Linked DNA regions of Triticum aestivum: region 2 is linked to region 1. The links are chromatin contacts, called in public Hi-C maps. All regions are on one chromosome and are shown on one strand. Each heading gives the region's core, a stretch centred on a gene start, on an enhancer-like site or on the middle of the called end of the contact. The rest is flanking DNA. Distances are from core to core; before and after follow the strand shown. Region 1 holds the start of LOC123046525 (60S ribosomal protein L7-2). Region 2 holds the start of LOC123046527 (calcium-transporting ATPase 5, plasma membrane-type).

What was found. A called contact is a pair of places that touch in the nucleus more often than the background predicts.
Region 2: a Hi-C map of leaf shows a contact between it and region 1, with 8 times the contacts expected there. The contact joins the promoter of LOC123046527 here to the promoter of LOC123046525 in region 1. A contact is called at or near these places in 3 of 5 Hi-C or Micro-C datasets (all in leaf).

The regions. Positions count from the first base shown.
Region 1 is chr2B:655,589,067-655,594,965 of IWGSC CS RefSeq v2.1, forward strand. It overlaps LOC123046525 (60S ribosomal protein L7-2), which reads right to left and starts at 3,773. Exons shown (of 7, transcript XM_044469924.1): 1 at 3,600-3,773; 2 at 3,333-3,512; 3 at 2,800-2,897; 4 at 2,645-2,702; 5 at 2,463-2,542; 6 at 1,955-2,057; 7 at 1,345-1,877. The coding sequence starts at 3,512. The coding sequence ends at 1,662. It overlaps LOC123046526 (a long non-coding RNA gene), which reads left to right. Exons shown (of 3, transcript XR_006422401.1): 3 at 1.
Region 2 is chr2B:655,920,103-655,925,838 of IWGSC CS RefSeq v2.1, forward strand. It overlaps LOC123046527 (calcium-transporting ATPase 5, plasma membrane-type), which reads left to right and starts at 2,614. Exons shown (of 34, transcript XM_044469926.1): 1 at 2,614-2,933; 2 at 4,700-4,816; 3 at 4,899-4,956; 4 at 5,203-5,303; 5 at 5,376-5,507; 6 at 5,594-5,683. The coding sequence starts at 2,784.

The sequences.
Region 1 (5,899 bases), core at 2,523-5,022:
TATTTCCGCCTTTGCTATTCATAAGTGATATTATATTTCTACCTATTTTGCATTTTTTGAGTGCTATATTTTTCTTCTTCTTTGAAACCGAGTGCTATATATTTAATGTAAGGTGGTGCAGAAAAAAAAGAGAGATTAAATCCCCACAATCAGTCAATGAATGAACCCATCGGCTAAATTTTCTGGCTCCGCCCCTGCACGCACAAATGGATAGCACCATTATTTATCTTCAGCAACATACACGCGGATAACCGCACAAATGGATAGCACCATTAGGTTGCCAAAATTATTATCGCCAGGATCCCTGCTAGCTCGCCCCACTACGGCTTGAGGAGGGAAGATTCGTACTTGGGGTGAAGAAGGAGGTGTTCATCGCCGCTCGCCCGTTGTAGCAACAGCTCGTCCGCCGCTTGCCCGCTGTAGCAGCCGCTCGTCGGCCCGCTCACCCGCTGGGAGAAGGAGAGACGAGGGAGGTGAGAGCAAGACGGGGAACGAGAAAGGAAGAGACGACCGGGAAGTGAGGGAGAGGCGGCGCTGCTGGCGCATATCATGGTGGGGAGTGGGGGAGACGAGGGCGAGTGGCCCGTTCCGCGTCGTTCCTTCGATTTGGACGTACGAGTGGATTCCGCATATCAAGCGAATATTCGGTTTCTGGGAACGAGTTGGTTCTCCCCCTCGACCCAACCAAACACTCGAACGAGTCCTGGATGCGGGTCGGACCCATTATATTCCACCTGGTGATAGAAACTAAACACACCCTACAAGAACAGCAAGGAACCCCTTTTTGCGCTTGTATACAGGCTAACATTAGTACAACTGACTAGCAAATTAGGAGAAGGATTGCCTCTAGGATAGAGAGGAAATTAGCGCCAAAGATTGGATCCAAGTTGAAAGTGATACTCCCTCCTTCCCAAAATATACTTTGCACTGTCTCTTATGCACAACTTTGACCGTTAATACATACTCCCTCCATTCTTAAACATAGGATGTATAGTTTTTAACACGGAAATTAAAAAAGGCACATGAAAGAAAATTTTCACAAGTTTTGAACGAGATTACACCTGACTAATTGACATGAGTAAATAGAGGAGCTTGCCTGATATAAGAAAATGTAATCAAATCCCTAAAACAAATATCCAACGAGCGTTGCAACGCAATACACTTTATATTTTGGAATTTTTTTTTCAAAAATCTATACACCTTATAAGGAAAGGAGAGAGTATAAAAAGTGCACGGATTGAACATGTATAACTGATAACATCCTTGCAGAACAGCACTTCCGCTTTGTTTCATGTATATTTATACTAGTTTAGTGGAAATACAAAAATGAAAACCGTTGTGCGATTAAAACAAGAAAAGTCAAAGCACACCTTATATCTTGGGAAGGAGGTAGTACAAGATTTGCGTGCCTATAGCCCAAATATGGCAAGGAACTTGGCCAATATAAGACCAAATAAAATAGTAGAGGACGGAAACCAAAAGCATTTTTGGGATCCACAGTAAAAACAAGCTAAAAAACTTAGTATTTCTAGAGGAAATGTGGGATTTCATCCAAACATGTCTAGTTCTCGATACAAAAAACGCATGCATATTCATCATCCGCTTCCTAATGTGAAACAAGTTTATCCTTCCAACACAGGCTATTATCATGCTCATTCAACCTAGTTCATCCTTCTAACGAGCTGGTTGATGTAGTTCTCGCGGTTGCCAGCATCACCACCCTCGACGTAGTGGTTCCTCTTCTTCTTCAGGCCACCGAGCGGAGCCTTGAGCTTGAATGGCCACAGGAAGTTGTTAGCCTCCTTGAAGTGTGGGCCGACGGTCAAGATCTCATGCACAAGGTCCTCAATGCAGATGATGTTGTGCTTCCCCAAACCCTGGTAAGAGGCAATGATTCAACTTAGCATGGATATGCACCATAGACGCGCACAGGTCTATGGTTGAAGAAACAAACCTCCTCGATGACTTTGTTGTTGGTCAGAGGGATCCTTTGCTTGTTGAGCTTTCCGTAACCTCTCTTGTAGATCAGCTCCCTGACACTCTTGAGGTTAGGGTACCTACACAGATCATGAATTATACTAGTCAGCAACAATGCAATATCATATCAAGTCTGTAGTTGATCTGACTTGGATCACTTGAAATCTTGGTTGTTGGCACTACATATGAGAAAAATGATTGCCTATAGTTTGTACCAACATTTAAGAAAACCAGCTAAACTAACATAATTGCTTGGGAGTGAATAAAGCAAGGATGGTGCAGGTTTCAGACTAAAGTTTTCAAAAGACTTGGCAAGTGGCTAAACAAGTTGGCCTGAAGCAGTAAAATGGCTTAGTAGACAGTAGATAACACGGTGGTAAATTCATCCAACCAAAAGACCAGGTACAATTTATTTTACATTAGGAGACAAGGAAGACAACAGGAATGCATTCAATTAAGACTCAAAAGGTAGACAGATAACATACCCGTAAGCAACATATGGCTCAACCCGACGCAGCATGTTAATGGTGGCCTTGTTGACCTTAAGGAACACACCATTAAAAATCTGTACAAATGAAGTTTAGCAGTGAGCATCAGTAATCATTTTCAGAAGTAGATGTATCAAGCAACATGTGCATTCAAAGGACCAAATAATTGATCAACCCACCTGCCTCAAACGCAAAAGCTGCAAGATCTTCTTGGTCTTTGGGTGCATAGCATTGATACTGTAGTGCAACGTTTCAGAAAATTAGCATCAAACCATGGGAACACAAACCCAAATCAATGCAGATAGCAATGATCAAATGGCAAGTGGTGCCTTACCCACGGATACGGACGACAAACAGCAGCTTTGCCTCAGGACTGACATAGAACCCACCCTTCATCCGGGCCTCACGCTTAAGTTGCACCAGCTCCTTGTCCTGCTCAATTAACAAAGTTCTCGTTACTGAGAGCACACTCAGTAATGATACCATCAGGGAGAAACACCAACATCTCAATGATCACTAAAGCTGGATTACAGCTATGTGGTAGTGGTACGTATGTTGGACTAGAGCATAACAAAAATCTGGAATTAAACAACTAGCAAGATTCTACATGGACATAGGTTGTCTAGCAGTGACGCACAGCACAAAAGCATCAAGAAAATGGACAGGTTTGAACATATCTTGCGTATGGTACTGCTAAACTCCGATCAGTCTTCCCCTATCGACTGAAGAAAGGTAAACCATATAGTTGATACAAAACGTAATCAGTGGTAGGACCGCAGGTAGCAAGTTTGCAGAGCAAGAATCTAATCAACATCCACAAACGAGCAAAGGGCATTGGATCGAGCGAGACATGAGCAGCGATCTGACCTGAGCCTCATACTCCCCGGCGTACTCCTTGGCGCGGGCGTAGATGACCTTGGTGTTCTCCGCGTCCTTCTTCTTCTCGTCGGCGACCTTCTGCTTCTTCGCGGCGGCCCAGACCTCTCCCCTCTTCCTCTTGAAGTTCACCGACTCCGGCACCGGCACCTTCGCCGCCTCGGAGGCCATCTGCGCGGACGCAATCAACCACAGATCCTTCAGGCTTAGATCGAAGCGGGGAGGGGACAGCGGCGGGTTCGGGGGACCGGTGCTTACCTCGACGAGCTGCGCTTCGTGGGAGAGGAGACGGCGAGGGTATGGGGAGAGGCGGCGGCGGTGACGGGGTTGAGTGCGCGGATTAAGTAGGGGGGATCTCGCTTGCTAGGGTTCGTGGGGCGGATCCGACGGTTGCGAGTGGCTGGATGGAGTGTGCAGGGCACCGGTAATGGCATACGGGCTTTCGTGGGCTTTGGGCCCCTGCTTCGTTTGCGGTTGTTACCAAATACTCCGTATTTTGTTCTTTTTCCACTTTGATAAATAGCGAGCGAATGGGTTTTCTGGTACTTGAGCGAATGTGGAGGAACCCAAAAGAAAACTAGACCTGTAGTCCCTCCGTAGAGAAATATAAAAGCGTTTAGATAGTACTTACAGAGGGAGTAACTTTTGTTAGCCCATGAAGGCAGATTTCGACAACTTCTGGGGTCGGTGTAACCAATGTTTTCGCAATATAATATACTCCCTGTGATCCTGAATATAAGTCGTTTTGTTAGTTTAATTTGAACTATCAAAACAAATTAAGTTAGGAACATAAGGAGTACTTGGATTTGAACCATTTGAATGGAACCCCTCGAAAAATTAAATGCAATATGTACAAAGGAGAATCAAATTTTCTCAGAAAAGAAGAGTAAACCAATTGATGTTTTTTGCATGCACAAACTAAAGTTCATTTGAATGCACACGGGGATGTTCTACGATGAATTTTGTAGAATAGTAACCATTAAAGCGAGTTGCTTTGAAAGGTTTCCATAATTCACTAGAGTATTATAAAAGTTTATCAGAAGTACAAAGTATCTCAACATAATTAAAATTACATTGAGATCTCCGGATCATTGAGCAACCATTACAGTCACCGGAATGAGCCGTCGACGCGTCGTTGTCGCCGCTACCCTACCGAAGCTGGCTTGACCTTGTTGATAGACAGCCGGAAAATCTTCATGCACGTGCCCCTAAGAACCAGCCCTGAATCCACATATCTAGTGGTTGAACCCTTTATCTCTATACTTATAAAAGAGCAAACATTGTTTTCTCTAAACGCACCACACTGAACATACGCATGATTAGGCACATTGAACTCAATCTAACATGTGGACTTAACCAAATTCGATCTATCTTTGCACTTAGCAATTTACACTGACGAACTGTACTCTACTGGTAAAGGAAATACGAAACTCCACCCATTGCCTAGTATTTACACCGCTACACGTATTGACTTAAAACAATAAGACTATTTTGTCGATCAATCTTGCACAACTTCAATTTTCTGAGGGAAAAAACAAATGCTCCACTAGTTAGTTATGTTTGCATGGTGGATCACTGCAATTAAACTTTTCGGCTTGTAAGGTATAGTTTTTACCCCAGTTCTTGTATCCCAGTCAGGATTACAACATGGTTAATAGTTCAACTTCATTTTCTTATAATGGCGTTAACCTTCCCAAGGAAACACATAAGTCATGTGGTGACTTATCATCGTGTAGCTACAAAGATTCCAAAACTATTTAATGATAGGTCACTGTAATAAAAGAGTTCTTTTTCGTGAAGTGATTTACTATAAGAGTTGGAATGAGATATGGAAAAATATGCACTTCGGTTTTAAAATGGAGCAAGTTTTTTCTTGCAATGACGACGCGGGCAACGCGGGCGATACCGGTGGCGACCGCCGCGAAGACGGCGGCTCCCGCCGGCCCTGGGCGTGGGCACGTCGGCGGTCGGTTTTGGGCGCTTGCAGAGTCCGACGATGAGGATGACGACGACGGGATCTGCGCCGGAGTTTCGCCGGAGTCGTATTCGCCAACGCCATCCGACACGATCTGTGAAGCTTTCAATCCCGGCTATTCGGAGGAGGAAGTGGTCATGATTGTGGACGATGTCGTGCCATGCAACGATCCGGCGCGGGAGGGAATGAATCCCGAGGATAAGGTGGAGATAGTTCGACGTTTGGTTCACCGGAGGACGGCGGCCGCCGCACTCCGGCCATGGAAAGGGCCAGTACCCAAGGTATGCATCCAGCCTATCACGTTGTCGGATTTCTTCCTGCTGGATTCTTGGGCGCGTGTGACTAGAAAGAAGAAAAGGAAAGGCCGGCCGGTGACGGCGCAGCCGGCGCCGGCGACCTGCACGGCGGCTCAGATCCGAGCGGCCAGGGAGCTGCGTTTGAATGAGTTACTGGGCTCTCCTGGGCCGGCAGCTGAGCGGGCCTGCGCTGACATGTCTGGGTATGTGGCCCAGTATGCCAGCTGCGAGGCGAGGCGAGGCGAGCTGGTCGTTCCTGGGCATGAGGCCCAGGCAACGCTGCTCGT
Region 2 (5,736 bases), core at 1,364-3,863, 330 kb after region 1:
ATTGCAGCACGACAAGCAATGTTTATAGCGGTTGGTCTAATCCAGGCCCAAGCGTACCATGATATGGTATCTGGACGGCGCATGTGGCATTTGAGACTACCATGACGTTTTGTGTGGCCTGCTTGGCAAGAATCGGCGGGACAATGGTACAATACCGACCGGAAGGGACATGATTGATATATCTCGTTCGGCAATTTCTCACCCGAAACAAATCTACACCAGGAGCCAGCTAGCTAGCAGGTCAATAGCGAGATGGATGGCGATATTCGCAATTGAATCAAGACTATATTCTCGTGGGGTGAAACCCATGATCTAGCCTACACCATGCAACATTGATGTCGACACGTTGTTCCTTGTCGAAGAAGTTGGCTTGAAGTCTTGGTTCGGTGGTGACAACCATTGCTGTGTTCGATCTTGTGGTTGGACCAAACAACATTGGTTTGTGAATGACGATTCTTTATGTAAGACATTGCATTGGAGTATCACACCCTTTGCCAAATCACTTGTCGCCCGGTTGATGGGTTATGGTCCATGGTGGTAGCATTTTGGGATAGGTAATGGAGATGCTGCCATGAAGTCGATGCAATGCGGGTGCCCTTCAAGTTTTTTCATATGGTTTTAAGCTTATTTATTTGGCATCGAGTTGCTTTTTAACTAATATAACTGGACGCTCTGCGCATCCGTGCGTAACATGACATTTATTATGTTTAGTCTCTCACACGCATACAATATATATTACTGTGCTACTTTTAACAAAATCAGTAGATGTACTGTGTTTGGTTACAATTGTGGCGATCCAAATGCACCTAACCTCTTTGGATCCAACAACCATTTATGTTTGGATACAATTGTGATGATATGACGATTACGATCAACTACTCTCTCCGAGTACAACGTTGTAATAAAAACAGCACCAATTCCAATTGTGGTTGCCAGCGGCATCGCTGTGCCAGTTTAGTATTGGAACGAGTTGTTCTAGGTAAAAAAAACACCAAAAGTTGTAACAACAGTTAATATGGATCGGGGGAGTTCTACAATTAAGTCACGGTACACATCTTTTGGAACCACGAGCCGCCGCCTCCTCCACCAAAAAAAGCTAGGGTTCCTGCCTCTCGCCGGCGCCGTTGCTGGTCCGCCGTCTTCGGTGGACCTAGGGCCATGGTGGATCCTGGCTAGGGCCGGCGGGAGGGCTCCGATTTTTGTCGTTCCTTTTTGTTTTGTTAGGGTTTGTGTCCTGCTCAGGAAGATCAGACGGCGGCGGCTCCCTGAAAATGGAATAAAAGTCTCCTCGCCTAGCCCCCGTTTCGGCTGTGCGCCTAACATCGTTGGTGGGCGTGTGAAGGTGTGTCTCCGGCGCTCTCCTTGGTGGATTTGCCCGGATCCCGTCGTTGTTCGTCTACGTTTGTGTGTCTTTGGGTTGGAACATTTCGATCTACGTTATTATTCATCGGCGACATTTGCTGTTTTGGTGCGCTGGCCCTATGGGGTCTTAGCACGACGGCTTCCCGACCGTCAAATTCTTTTGCCCGACTCCTGCGATGGAATGGGCGATGACGGCGACACGCCTTCGCCTCACTTCAGTCCTTGCAGTCTTCTCTATGTGGTCTATGAATTTGGATGTAATTTTTATTATTTCTGGTGTTCGTTGTACTATTATGATTGAAGATGAATATCACTCCATTCCCAAAATATTTGTCTTTCTAAAGATTTCAACAAGTAACTACATACGAAGCAAAATGAGTGAACCTACACTTTAAAATATGTCTATATACATCTGTATGTTGTAGTCTATTTGGAATGTCTAGAAAGATAAATATTTAGGAACAAAGAGATTAGACCGGAAGTTTTCTAAAAAGAAAAGGTCAGGGTGTACTCTGTTTCCTATGTGAAGTTATTGTGACCTTTTTGTTTTTTCCATAGTATCTGGATACTACTAATATACAAGTATATATACACATGTTGAGGAAGATATAGGGCTGTGATCCACCATACTATAAACGAACCAACCTGTGACTGGATGGTTAAAGGGACAGTGGTATTTCCAGTCCATCAGAATTTGGTGTGCGTATATGCGTTCATAGGAGTGAATGTACGCGCGTATGTATGGACGTTTGCGTCTGTAATGATCTTAAAAAAACTCCACTACATATACTATAAAAAGCCAGTAAATCAATGGTACGTGTTGTTGTTTATGGGAACTTCTGACAATCTTTCTGTTTCCTTCAAACCATCTCATTTTTAATATGAAAAGTATATATATATCAGATTTGCTATTTCACATCAAGATGTGAGATATTATCTCACATCTAACGCCCTCATCCTAGGAAGAAAACAAATCCATGAGAGACTTTAAAAAAAAATTAAGGGTGAAAAAGTTAGATGTGAGATATGACATAGACAGACCCTATATAATATCGAGGAAGGAGAGGCCGGTTGCCTTCCTTCTGAAAACGCATCGGGGCCACCGGATAGAATACGCGTCCCAACCCCTCCAGAAAAACCCGTACGTGGCGACGAGCCCCTGTGTTAAAATTCGAGCAGTAGAGGCAGTAGACAGCGGACAGCGAGGCTTTTGCCCCACCCCGCCCATATAAATCGGTGGCACGCCCGCGGCGTGACTCTACTCTGGACGGTAGTGCTGGTTAACGGCAGCGGAGAACTCGGCAGCGACGCCCTCCCTTCACAAAAGCCCTCTCTCCCAATCCACTGCTCGCCGGGAAATATCTCCCTTCTCCGCAAGGAAGCCGCGTGCTGTGCCGCGGCCTGCGGGTGAGGAGGAGCGGATGGAGTCGTCCTCGTCGGGCGGCGGCGCCAGCAAGGCGCGGCGGAGCGGCAGCTGGGGCAGCGTGGGCGGCGGCGGCGGCGGCAGCGGCAGCGACCCATTCGACATCCCCGGCAAGGGCGCACCCGTCGAGCGCCTCAAAAAATGGAGGGTGAGCCGCCGCCGCCGCTCCTCCTTCGCTAGCTATTTTTCCCCTGACATGTTTCGGCTGCTGTGAGCTCGCAGCGCTGAATTTTGGGTGTTTATTCTGAACTGCTCGCTCGTTTCTAATGTGTGGCCTGAGGGTTTTTACTGCTCGTTTCCTCCAGATTTGCTTAGTTTCTCTAGGATTCCATGCCGCGCGTAGGGTTTTGAATTCCAAATATATCGCTAGCTCCTGTTAGTTTAGAGACGAGCTACTTTCCGGTCTCCGAGTTTAGGGTTCAGAATCCCGCGGTTTTGCCTCGGCATTCTTGGCCCGGGCCTGCATCTGTACATGGTTAGGTCGATTCCCCTGCTTTTGATGCTTGTTGGGAGACGAGAGTGGGGTTTTCTCCTTCCGACGCTTCCGTTCCCATGCTATTTTCCCCCTTCCGCATCCGTGCTTGCCTTCACAGTTTTATGTCCAATTATTTTTACCGAGACATCGCCTCCCGCTCCGCTTTTGCTTCCACCGAGCGGATGCGTCAGTCGGCCGCCTTTGTTCTTCGATTCGATTTCGCGTGCGCGGAGCCCACCCACCGAGCCATTTGTTTGGGTTTGATTCAGGGTGGCTTCTCTTTCCTGTTTCGCGAATTGATTCGCGCTTCCACCGGCTTTGCGCTGTGCCCTCAATGCTTTCGAATTGTTCTATTGCCTTTGACGCAGACCGTGAAGTTGCGTTAGATTTGGGCTTCCGTTCCCTTTCTCTGGGATACGCTCTCGCTTTTGCATTTTTCTTCCGAACACTGACGATTTCTTAGAACCCTGTAGATGTAGGTGCGCATTATAATATTCTGGATTGGTGGAGCGGAGTAGCCACGCGTCGAACCGTGGCAGTGCTTTGAGCTGCCGACGTGCTCGTCTTGGGAGTAGTATTGTTCTGACGTCTCGAATTTGATAGTAGTCATACCTATGTTTGACTCACCAGTATGGTCCGAGACTGCTGCAGATGAAGTAGTATTTAATTTTCTGTTCGGAGTGGCTACATTTGCGCCATCCATGTCGGCAAGCAGTCCTTGAGCTTTTGCAAACTTGCCCGGATTCACAATATTCGCAATTCCGTACATACACTGTTCATTCATCTAGTACTACATACTCCCAAATACCACTCGAAAACGACGCAATCTGTTGTTATCATGTGCGATTCCTCCAGATTTGCTTTGCGATTGTCTTTTCATAAAGCTCTATTATGTTCGGGACCGGTGGCCCGCAACTGTCGGATCTCATTCAGAAATTTTATTAGAACAGGAAATATTAGCTGGAACTTGTTGAAATATGTGGGTGTAGGTTGGTTTGATCCCCACCCGGGGCCATTGCAGCCACGTGCAGAAGTGGTTGCTGGCCATTAGGGCTGCCAGCAATTTTAGTTATTTTGATAATAAATCTTTTGCACGGTAGTATTGTGTTTGCATCTAACTAACAACTTCAAGGAGTGGAGATGGGAAATTTGTAGTTGTGTCCGATAATATAGTTGTATCGGGTCTCCTTCAAACTTGGAGTTTCTGACACAATGTCTAGTCTGTAGTTTAATTTTGCAGTATGCTGCACAAAGTTTGTGCTGGTGGCGCAACCTTTTATTTAAGCCATTGCTAGCGCAATGTGGTCTTTTCTGGGTGCTGTCAGTAACTGGAGCTTCTTTCCTTAGGAGGCTGGACACATTGGTTCTTACTGCTGTTGATTGAGTGCTGATCTTTTAGACTGTTCTGAATATAATCCCTTCGATTTTGTCCACTGCAGCAAGCAGCTCTTGTCCTGAATGCATCAAGGCGATTCAGGTACACATTGGACTTGAAAAAAGAGGCGCAAAAGGAGGAAGTCATAAGAAAAATTCGTGCACAAGCTCATGTTATCAGGGTATTGCATCGTCATGTTTTCTCTTTGTTTCATTTAGCCGATTAGTTGATTTATGCTGATTTTTCCTTATTTCCTTCTTTAGGCCGCATTCCGTTTCAAAGAAGCAGCTCGAGTCGGTACGACTACAAAGGACGCACCAGGTAATTTCCTTTCTCACCTACCCACTTACCAGTCCTTCCTGTGCTCTGTACAGTCGTCGTTTGGGTTTGCTCTTTTGAGCATTCTGAGCAGACAATTTATTAATGCTTTGTAGGAACTTGCTAATATGTAATATATCATTCGATAGTGGTCATCTGAATTCGGACTGAATTCAGACTATAATCATGGGATGTACAGATCAGTTTCATGAAATTCTGATAGGATTTCTTTGATGATGATTTTTGCAGAAGCTCATGCCGATGGTGCTCTTGGCTTTGGAATTAAAGAAGACCAGCTTACAGCACTGACCAGAGATCATAACTACTCTGCTCTACAGCAGTATGAAGGGGTGAGCTAATTCTGTTGTCAGTGTGCTTCACACTTTCCTGTCATAGTTTGCGTCTTGTAACCTTCCCTACAGATTTCAGGGCTAGCAAATATGCTGAAGACAGATACTGACAAGGGGATCAGTGGAGAGGAGTCCGATATTGATGCGAGAAAGAATGCATTCGGGTCGAACACATACCCTCGCAAGAAAGGAAGAAGCTTTTTGGTATGAGATTGTTCTCTTATATTAGTATGGCAATTGCTGTCTTCTGTCTGGAGGCTCACTCTTGGTGTGTTCTCACTGTTATTTAGGCCTTCGTGTGGGATGCTTGTAAAGATTTGACACTCATCATCCTCATGGTCGCCGCTGCGGTTTCATTGGCCTTGGGCATATATACAGAGGTGTGTGTTGGATCTTTAGTTCATCTGTTATTTACCTCTGCATGTTGATCCAG